2 separate regions of the Ovis aries genome follow, and region 1 is linked to region 2. A link is a contact called in public Hi-C data. All regions are on one chromosome and are shown on one strand. The core of a region is the stretch at or near the end of the contact, and the rest is flanking DNA. Distances in the headings are between cores, read along the strand shown. Region 1 holds the start of TNS2 (tensin 2). Region 2 holds the start of PFDN5 (prefoldin subunit 5).

Evidence for each region. Hi-C and Micro-C count contacts between places; a contact is called where the count stands out from the background.
Region 1: a contact with region 2 is called in a Hi-C map of skin fibroblasts, with 2.8 times the contacts expected there. The contact joins the promoter of TNS2 here to the promoter of PFDN5 in region 2. A contact is called at or near these places in 3 of 16 Hi-C or Micro-C datasets (retroperitoneal adipose tissue, skin fibroblasts and tail adipose tissue).

The regions. Positions count from the first base shown.
Region 1 is chr3:133,391,369-133,399,008 of ARS-UI_Ramb_v3.0, reverse strand. TNS2 (tensin 2) reads left to right here and starts at 4,434. Exons shown (of 29, transcript XM_060412549.1): 1 at 4,434-4,600. The coding sequence starts at 4,526. It overlaps EIF4B (eukaryotic translation initiation factor 4B), which reads left to right. Exons shown (of 14, transcript XM_060412552.1): 14 at 1-521.
Region 2 is chr3:133,204,032-133,211,418 of ARS-UI_Ramb_v3.0, reverse strand. It overlaps PFDN5 (prefoldin subunit 5), which reads left to right and starts at 4,509. Exons shown (of 6, transcript XM_004006305.5): 1 at 4,509-4,592; 2 at 4,799-4,901; 3 at 5,204-5,235; 4 at 6,339-6,413; 5 at 6,502-6,607. The coding sequence starts at 4,521. It overlaps ESPL1 (extra spindle pole bodies like 1, separase), which reads left to right. Exons shown (of 31, transcript XM_042246668.2): 25 at 757-912; 26 at 1,023-1,193; 27 at 1,318-1,422; 28 at 1,592-1,707; 29 at 1,974-2,057; 30 at 2,215-2,379; 31 at 2,665-3,030. The coding sequence ends at 2,866.

The DNA.
Region 1 (7,640 bases), core at 3,185-5,684, 190 kb before region 2:
CTTGCAAACTTTTTTCCCATCAGTCCTAGGTTAGACCCTGTCCACCCTTGCAGGGTGTTGGTTTATGAGTGCTGCAGCAGTGAGCCTAATGAATCATTTACCCAGTGGACATAAAGGACATACCAAGTGAGGTAACTTTAAATAATTGGCTTGGAGTGGCTAGTAGCTAGGAAGTGGCTTTTAGAGATACCCAAGGTTGAAAGGGTATTTTTTTAAACCATTTGCTATAGATGTTGAAAAGGTAGGGTTTGCCCTCTAAATGTCTACTCCTTCCAAATAGATGTATACAAAAAAGCTGGTTTTTTTCCCCCCGTTCCTCTACTCTGTCACCCTGTTAGAACAAACAGGGATTTATGACCCGCTCCTCATTACATGTAAAATTTGTACAAAAATATCTTCTATGAAAATGATTTGTAATCTGTAGACTTAATACCTGGGAGATGTCTTGAAATGTAAAATCCCATCCTTTGGGTTTTGGGGGTTTTTTGTTTTCTCCAAATAAATCTGATCTTTAAAGTTCACTTTAATGCTTAAGTTTCTTGATACGCATACCACATTCTGTCCACTGACAGTGTGCTCTCCACACACACACACCTTGCTGAAGTTCTCTCAGTACTCGATACCACTTTATGCAGCTGAAGTGTGGGACTACAAGCAGAATCTGTTGACTAAGGCCTCAGAACTGGAAATGATAGTATCAACTCCCCCTCCATCATTTGTGCCTGGTGTTAACTTTACCTGAGTATCTGCATCCCATTTCCTGTACTGTTTATTTTAATCGTAAGATGAAGCAGGAACTCTAGGGCTACATCTGCAGGTCCTTGAGGTGTTGTCTCTGCAAACCTGCACTCCAGTCTGGATGGGTGCTGTGTCTGCTCTCCTAGCTGCACTGTGCAGGCAGAGGGGAGTTGACAGGGTGGTCCAGGTTACAACTGAGGCCACTTTTAAAGCACCAACAGTGGGAATTTTCCAAACAGCTAGAGACAGACTGTTCATTGTTTCAAGGCAGGAAAGAGGTTAGAACAGTGGCAGAGAATCCTTAAGGTCACAAGGGGGTGGAGCATAAAAGGCACAGAAACCACAGTGGACAATTTTGGGGACTTGGAGCCAAGAGGAAGTGTGGGGTGGGAGATGGAGATGGGAGCGCAGTTAAACAGGTGGCTTTCCTGGGCCAGTTCGAGCAGCAGCTCATGTAGTTTAGCGCCGGTGGGTTGACTTCCAAGTTGAGGGATAATGACTTCCAAGTTGGTTAAGGGGTGTGTGCTGTGCTGTGATCCCTGTGGGCAGGGAGGAAAAGCTCCCGCCCAGGCTGCCTGTATAGCCTGCCTCACATCTTCCAAAGCCTTCATTTCAAGCCACCCTCTTCACTGTAATACTGAGGTCTGAATAAACTGATAGAAAGAAGGATGAAGATGGGAAAAGGGCTGACTGGAAAGAGGTTCACATTGGTTGTGCACAGAAAAGGCAGGGAGAAAGGAAGTCCCCGTTCTATGTCCCAACAGGGTTAAGTTCACTGGTCTGCCCCCCATCCTCAGTCAGAATGTATGGACTCTCAGAAGTCCAACCGTTGAACTGGGTTTCAAGATGGGTCAGCCCTGTCAACCTGTTGTCTTGAGCAACTGGAGGCTGCAGGTTTGGCATCAACTTGAGTCTGGCCAGGTCCCACGTGTATTCCAGGGATTAAGCATTAGGCTCCGGATCCCAAGGCAGGGTCCCAGTAAGTGCCCAGCATTTGGTTTCTCAGGAAGTGGGAGACCTACACATCTTCTGGAAAGCTGTTGCTCAAATAAAACCTCAGTAACCGTCATAACCCCCAGGGCCACAAGTGTGGATGACAGGCTTTGCCTTCTCTCACCCCCAGTCTCACCAAAAAGAAAAATTTGGAAGAGGCAAGCTGCACTGCTCCCCGCCCAGCAGCAGCAACCTCCCAGTTGGACAATATACCCTCTGTCCTCAGCCAGGAGATCCGCCTTTGGAGATAGCTCTGCCCCTCCCCCGCCCTTCCTGGTTCCCAGAGCCCAAACCCTTCCCTCAAGTCCCCCTGACCTCTTTGTGCCAGAACAGCCTACTCTTTCGATGCCCTCCTCCTGTAATCCCACACCCCAAGGATCTGAGCACACTGCATCACAAGCATGGGATCACCCCAGACCACGGAAGAGGGGGTTCAGCCTTCCGTGTCAAGATGGGCTGCCCTCTGCATAGTTAAGGTAAGGAAAACCTACAAGAAGGGTCAGAAGGTGTTCTTCAACTTGATTCACCTTCACTGAAACCATCCTGGTTTTTTTCTCCTCCCTTTCCCCTTTCTTTCTAAAGTTCCTCTGCTCTCAGCTGGTACGGTAGTCAGGATGCCTGGCTGGCCCCCCATGCCATCCATTATAATTTCACCCTCTCCAAGCTGCCACCTTTATTTTTTCACTCTCCACCTTCCTCAGCGTCCCTCCTGCAGCCCCCTTCCCCTGAGCTGTAAGTTCAGCTACCCATCTTATGACCCTCCCTCAATTCTTTGGCACCTCAAAATTTCCTTTTAGTGGGAATTCCCTAGTTGTCCAGTGGTTAGGACCTAGCACTTTCACTGCCAGGGGCCAGGTTTGATCTGTGGTTGGGAAACTAAGATCCTGCTAGCCAGGCAGCATGCCCCCCCACCCCCACCACACCTGCCAAAAAAGTTTCTTAGGGGTAGCAATACCAGCATGAGTGTGAGGCTCTAGCCCTGCCCACCGTTCTGGGATCCAATGAAGGATGTTTTCTCTGAGTCCCAGTCTCTCCTTTGGTACCTCTACAACCTACCCTCTTTGGTGTGCATCCCAGGGCCCAGCCAAAGACCCTAACAAATTCTGGAAGAGGAAAGATTTTGTAAGAGCTAGCCTGAGGTTCGAAAGAAGTGAGTGAATTTTCATATCTCAGTATCTCGATTACATAATCAGATCTGGCCAAAATACACTAAATGATCTTCAGCCCTACCCCTCCCCAGTAGGTTCGGATTCCTGTCCTCCGAATTCTAGCCCCTCCCCTTCTCCTAGTGCCTCCTGATCTCTTCCCTCCCCTGCTCCATTCCAATCCTTCACCCCTTTCTCCAAAGCCCAGTGACTCCTGCCGCTCTAATCTGAGACTGGCTATTGGACACCAACTCAGTCAAGAGCAGTAAGTTCAAGAGTCCCAGCCACACCTACCCCTCCCAAATGCCAGTCTCTGGGGGCCCTGCACTGTCACCATCCACCACTTCCCAACCTCTTCCCTGCTGCCAGATTAGAATCAGGTGCTCCACTCTCTCGTAATCAGAACCAGACTTCTCAGCCTTTGCCAAAGGCTAGATGAGCACAGAAAAGACCCAGATGAGAGACGAGCCAGTGAGGAACAGAGGGCCTTAGTGCTTGGCGTTGGGCATTGAGGCCAGGGCACTGGCTCCTCAGAATCCGCCTGACCCCCTTCCCCGACCCCGCCAGTTTTCATCATGGAAAATCCAAAGGGGAGGGGGAAAGAGGGAGAAACTTTCAGGAACCACTCACTGCTAAAGAACAGTGGGGAATCTGGGAATGGGAATAGATTGCGCTTCTAGAAAGACATCCCTTCCTTCCTCCTACCTTCCCCTCCAGGGCAGCAAGACTCAAACCAACCCCAGAGCCTCAGTTCCAAGAAGTGCCGATCTAGTACCAGATCCAGACACTGCAAAAATAGTGAATGAGATTAGAATGAATTTCCATGTCCACTGGGAAGCCAGAAACTTGAGTTAAAAGTGAAGACTTTTTAAACAGAATTCTCCTAGGGAACAGGACAGGCCAGGTTCAAAGCACGGGGGTGTTTGGGCTCACTGGAGGGGCTTAGGGTTAGGGATGAGGAGTTGAACTTGACCTGGAGGTCCTCAGCTCTGAGTCCTTTAGGGGAGCATAAGTGGCATCTGAGAGAGTTCTCCCGTGGGGCAGAGGACCAGGGAAGCCTCCCCAGTGACTTGGGACACAAGTGACACCCGGTGCCTTCGTCTGAAGCCCCGATGGGACGGTGGTGCTAGCTTCACTAGGCCAGGCCGCGGGTGGCCCCTAATTTGGGGGTCAAGCCCACTCTCAAATACACTCCTGAGAAGGGGCCAGATTGAAAGAGGCTGAGGCAGTCCTCTGCGCCCTTGCTTCTGGTGCCTTCTGTCCACCTTTTCTTCTGCTGGCTCGTAAGCTTCTTTTCCCGTCTCTCTTTGGGTCAGTCTCTGCGGGGCTCTGTTTCCTGTCCCTCTGTTCTCCGTGTCCACCTCTCTCCCCGAATTTGTCTCCGAGGGTCTCTGCCAGTCCCCGCATGCCTCCTTCCCAGCTCCTAGGCGCGTGGACTCGCCGGAGAAGGTGGGGAGAAGAGAGACGGAGGAGGAGGGGCGGGGAGCGGGCGGCACGTGGGGATTGGAGCCCGGGAAGGAGGGAAAGAGGGAGGGAGGAGAGCGCGCGGGAGGGAGCAGAGGGCGGCGCGGGGAGCGGCGGGGGCGAGCGCGGCGCGCCCGTCCCGCCTCCTCCGCCTCAGCGTCCGCTCGGCGCGGGCCCGGGGCGGGATGGGCTGGCCCGGGGGCTCCCCCTGTTGCTGCCCCGCCCCGCCGCGCCCCCGCCCCGCCGGGCGCCCCCCGCAGGTGAGTGGCCGCGAGGCGCCGGGCGGGAGGGCGGCGGCCTGTACGTCACGGCGCGGCGGGCAGTGCCGTTGGTGGTCGCCAGGGGGCGCGGGGCCGCTGCGCGGGGCGAATGGGCGTGGGGAGCGGAGCGGGCGCGCCAGGTCGGGGGTCTGGAGCCCGGGGCCCGAGGGCCGCGGCCGACAGAGGCCCGAAAGGTGACCAGGGGGCGGGGCCAGCCCACGGCCACTCCCCGGCCGGCCGTCTTGCCTTCGCGCGTCGGGACAGCACTCGCCGCCGCTCGGTCCCGCCACGCACGCGCACCGCCCCCGCAGGCCCGGGACTTGGGCGGGAACTGGCCGGGGAGAGTGTGTATCAGGGTTTTCCTTTTCCACCTCACATCTGGGGAAACCGAGGCAAATGCGGCCTCCATCGTCAGTTTTCCAGATCACCCTGGGCACTCTCCTTTCCTCCCTGTCTCCTTCCCTGGGCCTCACCCCTCCTCCGCGGCTGGGCTCCCAGCTGCTCATCCAACCACAGCTATTTCCAGGAAGGGGGAGCGCGGGTGGAGGGGTTTCTCCAAACAAACCCAGGGCTTTGGAGTGAGAGGGGCCCAGGCTGGGGGAGAGACTGACACAGGCTCGGGAAAGTTGCGGGCTGGAAGAGGGTCAGGGTCCCAGAGCTCAGGCCTGGCCTTCCCAAGCTTGCCCCAGGGAGCTGCTTTTCCTGTCAGCACTAGCAGCGGGCTCAGCGCTCTCCCACTTCTATCTCACTTGAGAGGCGCTGCACAGGGTGGGGAGGGACTCAAAGCCATCTTCCCTGGCCACCCAACACAGGAGCTAGTGAGCCACCCACGAGGTCAAGAACGAGGGTCCGAGGAGGTTGGGGACCTGTTGCCAAGCTAGGGGACTTTTCAGCCCCTGTGGAGGCAGCAGAAGTAGAGACAAGCCTGCTGGAGGAGTCCTGGTCGGGGTAACTGCAGTAGGAGGGGAGAAAGACCACCCACACCGGCACCACCGCCATACCTTCACCTGCTCCCAGCAGAGCTGGGGCCTGGACCAGGCCGGCCCGATTGCCCACACTGGCCAGGGGCCCGGAATGTCCTGGGAACCAGCCAGAGCTGGAGGTGGGAGTGGGTTGCAGAGCCAGTGCCCCTCTCCAGTTACTGGTTAGGCTTCCCTCTGGCCAAGGTACCCTGGGGACAGACTTCCTGACCTGGAAGGGGAATTAGAGCTTCAAGGGAGACATCTCAGGCTAGGCCCAGCCCAAGGAAGTGTCCTGAGTGGGCTCATCACAGAGGAGGCAGGGTTAGACCAACCTTGATGGGCACGGGGGAGGGAGAGGGGAGGCTGAGGGCCTGGTGGGAGAAGCCAGAGCTAGGGGAGTTGCCAGAGCCCTGGGACATTCAGTAACTACCGTGCAAATGTTGGGGGGGTGGACAGGACACACACATTTGCGCATTCTTTCAAGCAGCTGGACTGTTCCACTGGACTGCTCTGGGGGGCTGTGATCCAAGACTTAGGGCTGAGAACCCCCAGGCTGTTAACCCCTAACATTTTTTGGAAGATTACTGTCCCCCCCCCCTTCCAATGCCCCAGTCCACCTCCTTCCCTTAACTCCTGGGACAGGAAGCTGGCTGTGTTCCCAGGAGGGAGGCAGGAGGCCCGCGGAGGGGGGTGGAGTATGTGTTGGGAGGGGGGCCTCCTGTCCAGTCCTCCAGCCCTGGGACAGCTGCTGAGGAAGAAGAGCAGAGCTGGGGGAGCCATGAAGGTAGTACTAACGCTTGGGGTGGGGGGAGGGCTGGACAGGGAGGAGGAGGGCCCAAGTGGCAAGGCTCCAAAGAGGAGCTAGGGACCCAGGGAGGAGGTGAGTGAAGGACTGTGTCCGGAGCAGGGCAGCTGGGGAGCTTTCAGAAGGGCCTCAAATGCCTTGGGCTAGGGCAGAATAACTGACTCCTGTGGGCAGAGCAGTCTCAGCTGGAATTTGGCTTTCGATGTAGATGGTGGGGGCAAGGGGCCAGTGCATGTTTTCCTCTTCCTGTTGCTTCCAACTAGTGAAACTGAGGCAGAACGCTGACCCTCAGGATGCAGTCCAGGTCCTGAACTGGCTGGGACAACGATTCCCAGCTCCCCCTCCCTCCCACTAGAAGGTCCCTAGAGAGCCTGAGAGTTCAGGCAGGGAGGCTGGCCTGGCAGGGACGCAGCGTTCCCCTCTGGCCCTTGAGCCAGGGCCCTGAGACCTAAATTCCCACCCCGCCCCTGCCCCGCCCCACTGGGGGCTGGACCTCAGGATCCCACAGATCCCCGGATAGGGTAGATCCCAGGCCAGGGGGCAGCTCTAGAGCAGGATGGGTTGGGGGCAAAAGATCCTGGGCTGACACTCCCAGCAGGGTAGATCCTGGGAATCTGATCTCCTGGCCTCCCCCACATCCTCCCCACCCCCCACTTCCTGGAGCAGCGACCTGCCCCCTTCCCGCCTGCACTCCCTTCCACTTCCAGGGCTGGGCTTCTCCTCACACCAGCCAGACAGCCTACTCTCCACCCAAGGGAAGCGGCTGCCTCCGCCAGGCCGCTTCCAGGAAGCCCCGGGCCAGGCCCCAGCATTGTTCGGGCCCCAAGGCCAGCACCCCAGGCAGCCAGAGAACCATGAAGTCCAGCGGCCCTGTGGAGAGGCTGCTCAGAGCCCTGGGGAGGAGGGACAGCAGCCGGGCCACCAGCAGGGTAGGAGTGCCCTTGACTGGGCAGAGGGGTCTGGGTGGAGGAGTGGGCAGTGGGGGAGGGGGCCAGAACTCCGGCCAGAGCTTCGTCCCAGTTTCAGCCTTCTTCCCTAGTCCTGTGTCCCCTCGTTACTCTGTCTCTTTGGAGCGGCCAGGGCTGTGATATGAGCAACAGAAGCCTGGGTGATAGCAAATCCTCATCAGCTCCCCTGTCACCTTCCCTGCCCTAGCCCAGGCCAGCCCTGCACGGGCAGGTATACATTATGGTAGGACCTTTCCGGGTACTATTTTGGAGCCCAGGAAGATAGGGGAAATGGGGCAGGGGTGGCAAAGGAAGGAAGGGAGGCG
Region 2 (7,387 bases), core at 3,260-5,759:
TGGTGCAGCAAAAACAAACAAACAAAAAAAACCAATAAAACAAAACCAAATAAACAAGAGCCGAAGACTTGAAGGGGTTTTGGCAATGAAATGTTTAAAGATGAGTACAAAATAAGAATTTAAGGCCAAATATCAGCCTCCCAGGGCTTCCCAGGTAGCTCAACTGGTAAAGAATCTGCCTGCAATGCAGGAGACCCCAGTTCGAGTCCTAGGTCAGGAAGACCCCCTGGAGAAGGAATAGGCTACCCACTCCAGTATTCTTGGGCTTCCCTGGTGGTCGCTAAGACGGTAAAGAATCCGCCTGCAATGCAGGAGACCTGGATTCAATCCCTGGTTTGGGAAGATTCCCCAGGGGAGTGCATGGCAACCCACTCCAGTATTCTTGCCTAGAGAATCCCCATGGACAGAGGAGCCTGGCGGGCTGCAGTCCAGGAGGTCTCAAGGAGTTGGACACCTCTGAGCAACTAAGCACAGCAGCACATCAGACTCCCAGCCATAATTTTCATTTCATTTCCTGACTTAGCTTTTGCCCACCTGTTTGTATTTATCCAAATGTAGTGATTTATTACAAATCTTACCTTATCAATACTCTCTTAGAGTCTGAGCAAATGAAAAATGTTTCTCTCTTGCCTTTTATGTTGGTTGTAAGATAAATAAGACACACCCACTCATTGGAAGATGCATTTCCTTGTCTCCAAGAGGGTGGGGAGAGAAACTTGGCTTCTTCCCTCACTGACGGTTCTGTTGTGCATCCAGGTTCTCACCACTTCCCTAGAGAAGTACGTGCTGGGCTGCTGGCGGGGGCTGTTGCTGCCATCCAGTGAGGACCCTGGCCTTGTCCAGGAGGCCTCCCGTCTACAAGAGTCACTACAGCAATGTGGCTGGAAATATCCCGACCCCACTCTGCTGAGAGTGAGTTGAGAAATCAGGGAAGAGGATGAAGTACGCCTTGCCTCTTTCCCACCTGCCACTGCGGGTGGAAAGGGGAGCTCTTGTACTCACTGACCACTGGTCCCCTGCAGATCATGCTCAGCGGTGCCAGTACCCTCACCCCGCAGGACGTGCAGGCCCTGGCTTATGGGCTGTGCCCAGCCCGGCCAGCCCGAGCCCAAGAGCTCCTGGGTGAGGCAGTAGGGCGTCTCCAAGGTCAGATGGCAACAAGCAGTAGGCATCTCGTGTTAGTGCTGGACAAGGTAAAGAGCCAGGGGCCACATGGGTAGCATCTGTGGGCAGTGGGCACTTCCTCTCAACCATGCTCCTCCTGCCTCCTGCATACCCCTGCCTCAGGACAGTAATGTCTGAGTGCTTTTTGCCCAGGACCTACAGAAGCTGCCGTGGGAGAGCATGCCCAGCCTCCGGGCCCTGCCTGTCACTCGGCTGCCCTCCTTCCGATTCCTACTCAGCTACTCCGTCATCAAAGAGGTGTGGGGTTCCGGGAATGGAAGGTGGGAGTGATGGGTAATTGGACAAGAAAAGGCAGAGAGACATCGCAAGAGAGGAAGGTGGTCTTAAGAATGGAAAGGGACTTGGGTTGTTTGAAGCTTGGGTGCTCTGACCAAACTGGGATGCTGATCACTGGGATCTCCATCAGTCCGGGGCCTCATCAGTGCTGAGCCAAGGAGTGGATCCTCGAAGTACCTTCTACGTCCTGAACCCTCACAATAACCTGTCAAGCACAGAGGAGCAATTCCGAGCCCATTTTAGCAGGTCAGGGGGAGAAGAGTAAGAAGGGTGGTGGGGAACGGTAGACGCAACACAGGAGTAAATGTCCTTTTCTCTGGAATCAAATGTTGCAGCCCACCTCCTTCCCAGTGTTCCTTCTGCCCTTTTTGCCACATGACCCATCTGCACCACACAGCGTGTGGGATCTTAGCTCCCCGACAAGGGATTGATCCCCCGCCCCCTGCACTGGGAGTGCAGTCTTAACCACTGCACCTCCAGCTAAGTCCCTTTTCACTGCCTTTTCCCTGCAGTGAAGCTGGCTGGAAAGGGGTGGTTGGGGAGGTGCCAAGCCCGGAACAGGTGCAAACGGCCCTGACGGAGCGTGACTTGTACATGTGAGTGCTCAGGGCAGGGAGGTGGGGAAAGGGACAGTCCCAGAGGGTGGGTATCATCACGGTCTGCTCTGGGGCTTTGGAGCCCCTGACTGACTCTGGACAACTCTGGAGGCCTGGCCCTGTGAGGTCAGTTTCATCTCACCTCCTTCTGCCTCAGCTATGCAGGGCATGGCGCCGGTGCCCGCTTCCTGGATGGGCAGGCTGTCCTGCGGCTGAGCTGCCGGGCAGTGACCCTGCTGTTCGGCTGCAGCAGCGCAGCCCTGGCTGTGCATGGAAACCTGGAGGGGGCTGGCATTGTGCTCAAGTATATCATGGCTGGCTGGTGAGTCTCGAGGGGCAATCTATTCAAGGTCCTGACCCCAAGTGCTTTCCCAGGTCTGAACTCTAAATCCTTGCTCTTTTGTGCCCCATTTTCCTCCCATCCTAGTTCCCTGGCATACTTGGGCTTTTACCCCTTTGTCATCATCTATCCTCCTCCTGGAACTATGGGCCAAGGGGCTTTCTCATTGGTTTAATCCCTCTCAACTCATTCACCACCACAAATCATGCCTGCCCTAGGTTCCGTTTTTGAGCCCTTACTTTGTATTTCTTCCCTCTCTTTTCCCAGCCCCCTGTTTCTAGGTAACCTCTGGGACGTGACTGACCGTGACATTGACCGCTACACAGAGGCTCTGTTGCAGGGATGGCTTAGAGCAGGTTCAGGAGCCCCCCTTCTGTACTATGTCAGCCAGGCCCGCCAGGCTCCGCGACTCAAGTACCTTATTGGGGCTGCACCTGTAGCCTATGGCTTGCCTGTCTCCCTGCAGTGACTCCTTGGAGCTCTCCTGTTGCCGATAGAAGCTATATGACTATTCTACCTCCAAACTTAGGTTTGGCCCTGAAGATAAATATTTTAAGTGATTTTCCCCAGTGTTTTACATGAAAGATTTCGTTTTGATTTAATTTTAATATAATAAAGATACGTTACTTAAAATCCTGTTTTGTGTAGTTTCTCTGAGAACATTTGAAGATAAGATGCCCACTTCCCACTATATGGTTCTATAGATAAGAATAACTTGCAACAGTCCAAGTCTGAGAGCATTGGGAAGAAAGGCGAACCACAGGACCTGGCTTGGCCTCAGCAGACAAAGCTAAAGGAGAGCAGGGCATCAAAATGATCTAAGTGGGGACAAAGCCCTGAGGAAAGGTAGAGATAGATCCATTGAGAATGTCTTGGCCAGGTACACTCATATCTATCTTGACTTCCTGCCTCTGGTATCCTCAGAATGACATTAGCTTTACTGCCTCAGTTGCCCTGCCCCCTCCTAAGTGGATACTGTCCTTCCCCCACATTCAGCTAATACGCTTGTCAGTGCCATGCACTTTAGCAGCAGGTTCTGGAGAGTTTTTGTAGCTCAGATGGTAAAGAATCTGCCTGCAATGCAGGAGACCTGGATTCAATCCCTGGGTCTGGAAGATTCCCCCAGAGAAGGAAATGGCAACCCACCCCAGTATTCTTGCCTGGAGGAGCCTAGCTGGCTACAGTCCACGGGATCGCAAAGAGTTGGACGCGACTGAACAACTCACACACACATACACATTGGGAAGTTTTGCGACTTATGTATGATTTTCCTCTCCCCAACTAGATTGTTAAGCTCAGAACTATGTATCTTACACTCATGGATCCTTCACTTCTAGCACATGGTAAAACACTGTGTTGATTAATAAAGCTACTGCTGTACTGTGGGTGATAACGTGCCTCCTTCCTGTTCTCTCAACCGCCAGACTCTGGCTTCATCTGCGCGAAGCATCCCTTTCATAATGCTACTGTCCCTCCTGTCCGTTGCTCCTAGAACTTCCCAAGCTTCTTCCTTGCCTGTTGTCACCAGGTTTATACCACCGCTGTGGTTATGGTGTTGGGCGGGTTTCCTCTAGTGGCAGGGAGTAGGGGCTACACTTCATAGTGGGTGTGTGGACTTACTTCGGTGGCTTCTCTTGTTGCCGAGCACAGGCTCTAGGCGCCCAGGCTTCAGTAGCTGCCCCTTGCAGGAGCTGTGCTCAGCAGTTGCTGCACAAGGGGCTTTGTTGATCCTTGGCATGTAGGATCTTCCCGCACCAGGGATGGAACCCCTTTCCCTTGCATTGGCAGGCGGATTCGTAACCACTGGACCACCAGGGAAGTCCCAAGGCCTGAGTAAGATTAAGTTTCTTGAGCATAAGAATCCTGTTCGTTAGAACTTGATTATGCGAGGCTTGGGATATTTTGCGAAAAGAAAACGCCGCAGCCCTTTCTATTCCATCGGAAGTCACGCCGAAGATTCCGTACCCTCCGCCCCGCCGCGAGCTTCCTTCTCTTCTGGGTTGAAGGACCATAGAGACGTCTAGCACTGCGAGGCCTCCAGGCGTAGCCATCGAGATACGCAGAGGACGGCTAGAGCGTTGCTCTCCCGGAGGGTTTCCGCTTCATAAGCCCTCCTTCCCAACATGGCGCAGTCGGTTAACATCACCGAGCTGAATCTGCCGCAGCTAGAAATGCTGAAGAACCAACTGGACCAGGTGGGGATAGGCTCCAAAAGCACCCCTTTCCCGCCTCACTTCCCTTCCCCCCCAGCGCGTACTTCCTTGCCCCCCACTCTTCCCCTCTTGGGGAGAATTCCCTTCCCAGGCGAAACCCCCACCCCGTCCCAGGACCCGCCCCTTCTCTGGCAGTGCCCGCTTCTCCCGCGAGCCCCCACCCTGACCCTCATTCCTGTTCTCTGTAGGAGGTGGAGTTCTTGTCCACGTCCATTGCCCAGCTCAAGGTGGTTCAGACCAAGTATGTGGAAGCCAAGGACTGTCTGAACGTGCTGAAGAAAAACAACGAGGGTACGGGGTAGGCGTGCGAAGGGAACCTGGGAGATGTGGCGAGCCGGCTTCTCTCTTCCCGCCTCCTAATCCAGTTTTCTTACCTGAGACGAGAGAGCAGTCCATCACGTATTGTATACCGCTGCAGGAGCCCTTTGCATGTTGCTTATCTAGAGTTGAAATGTCCAGGACATTTTTCTGCTCCTGTTGCCTCTATTTTCGTCCTTTTCGTATAGTTTTCGGGCGCCGTGCCGCTTCGAAACTCCCTTTAAAAGTTGGAGCTGCCAACCTTCCCCACATGTTTGTCTTCATTGCTTTCACAGGTAAAGAATTACTTGTCCCACTGACGAGTTCTGTATCCTTTCCGCAGGAGCCTTTTCCCTGCCCTCTCGTTTTCTCCCTCACACCTAACAACCTTCAAAAAAGAGCGGGAGATTTTGATTATTCCAGAGTGCCTAGATGGTTCTGAGACTGCTGTTAACACAAGCTTAGCTCTGCTGTCTAACCTAAGGCCAGCAACTAATTAATGCTTGGTGAGCACCCAGGTGTATGCGTTTAGAATTGAGGTGTGATTATTTCCCTTTGCTCTCTGAGGATATAACCTAGTAGGGAGGTAGAACTGGTGGTTTACATTTTTACTGTAACTTAGAAAACATAAGCAATAGAAGAATAGAGGATTTGGAAACAAAGGGGTTGGTTCTGTTTATTAATCCTCAATTTCAGTTTAATTATGGCTCTTATTCCTAACTTGTTACTAAGAAACCTGGATTATGTCTTACCTGTTGCATGTTGCATTTGAGTAAGTTATGGCAGTAGGGCACCCATAAACTACCTGAGAATGGACAGGCTGAAAAGGAAACACAGGAATATCGGCATAGTAGGGATTACTTAAATAATCAACGTTAAATCCATCAGGAATTAGCTAATTCATGTCTTGGAGTGTTAAAGAGAAAGTGAGGCTGGCTTTTCCCTCTATTACTCAACAGCAGCAGGAAAGAATTATCCTCTTTTGTCATTCTAATGATCTATCTATCATTCTAATTGCTCTAATATCTAGTCTTTCTGGAAGGAATAATGGTAAGAATAGTAAGAACTGCTTGCAGGATGGCAGATGGGATCAGAACAAGATCAGCACATGTGATTTTTCTCCATAAGGAACCAGCTTCCCTGTCTCTCCTCATGTGGAGTTTGTAGGCCTTCACATGTGCCTTATAGCTTATTCCTTTTATTTTATTTTATTTTATTTTTTTGACTCCATGACTCGTGGGATCTTAGTTCCCCTGCCAGGGATTGAACCCAAGCCCCAGCAGTAAAAGTAGTGACTCCTAGCGACTGGACCTCCAGGGAATTCCTGCCTCCTTTTTTAGAAAAGGAGGGTGTTGGTAGGTCAAGCTGAACTAGCTGACAGGGAATCATGACTCATACTGGGCTAGTTTTCCCTTAATCCTTGCTTCTCAGATGTATGTCCCGGGGAAGCTACATGATGTGGAACATGTGCTTATTGATGTGGGAACTGGCTACTATGTAGAGAAGGTGAGTAGAAGGGAACGTAAGAATGCATCTCTGAGGGGGAGGGCTAGCGTGCAGAATGGGTCACCTCTCATTCACTCTGACCTTGCAGACAGCTGAGGATGCCAAGGACTTCTTCAAGAGGAAGATAGACTTCCTCACCAAGCAAATGGAAAAAATCCAGCCAGCTCTGCAGGAGAAGCACGCCATGAAACAGGGTAAGCTTGGCCTTGGACACCTCTTCAGACCCTTTCTGCCTCCATAATAACAAACATGGATTGCAGTGTGAACCATGGGAGGGAGTATCCCCTTTGCTGGATTAAAACTGTGGTTTTCTGTTTGGTATCTTGATGCATTACCCCTTAGATTCTGTGTCTAACATACCCACTACCTTTGGTGCTTGAGAAATTTAGAGAAAGGAAATCATGTGTTTTTGTGTTTGAGTTCCTATTTAATGGGGATGGAATGAGGGAGCAGGTGCATGTAAATGAATACATAGCAAAGAAATACAGCCTTAACTAGCCAACTACTAGCAGTTGTAGCCCTGGCTGCATATTAGAATCACCCAGATAGTTTAAAAAGAAAACCTGGGCGACTCCAAACCAACTACAGTTGACCCTTGAACAACGTGGGAGTTAGGGGTGCCAAACCTTGGTGAAGTGGAAGAAAATCTGCATATAATTTATAGTCTGCCCCTCTGGAGCCTCGGTTTCAAGTTTGCAGATTCAACCAATTGTAGATCATGTCGTACTATAGTATTTAGTACTGGGGTGAGAAAACATGTAAGTGGACCCACACCGTTCAAACAGGTATTGTTCAAGGATCAACTGTGAATCAGTAGGGTGAGATTCCAGAGAAGAGTGTTTGTTTGTTTTTTTTTAAAGCTCCCTGTGTGATATACAGTTAGGATTAAGAACCACTGTTCCAAAAGCAAACATCTTTTCCACATTATTAATTTCTGGGTATATGTGACTCATTTGAAACTGTATTTTGTTCGT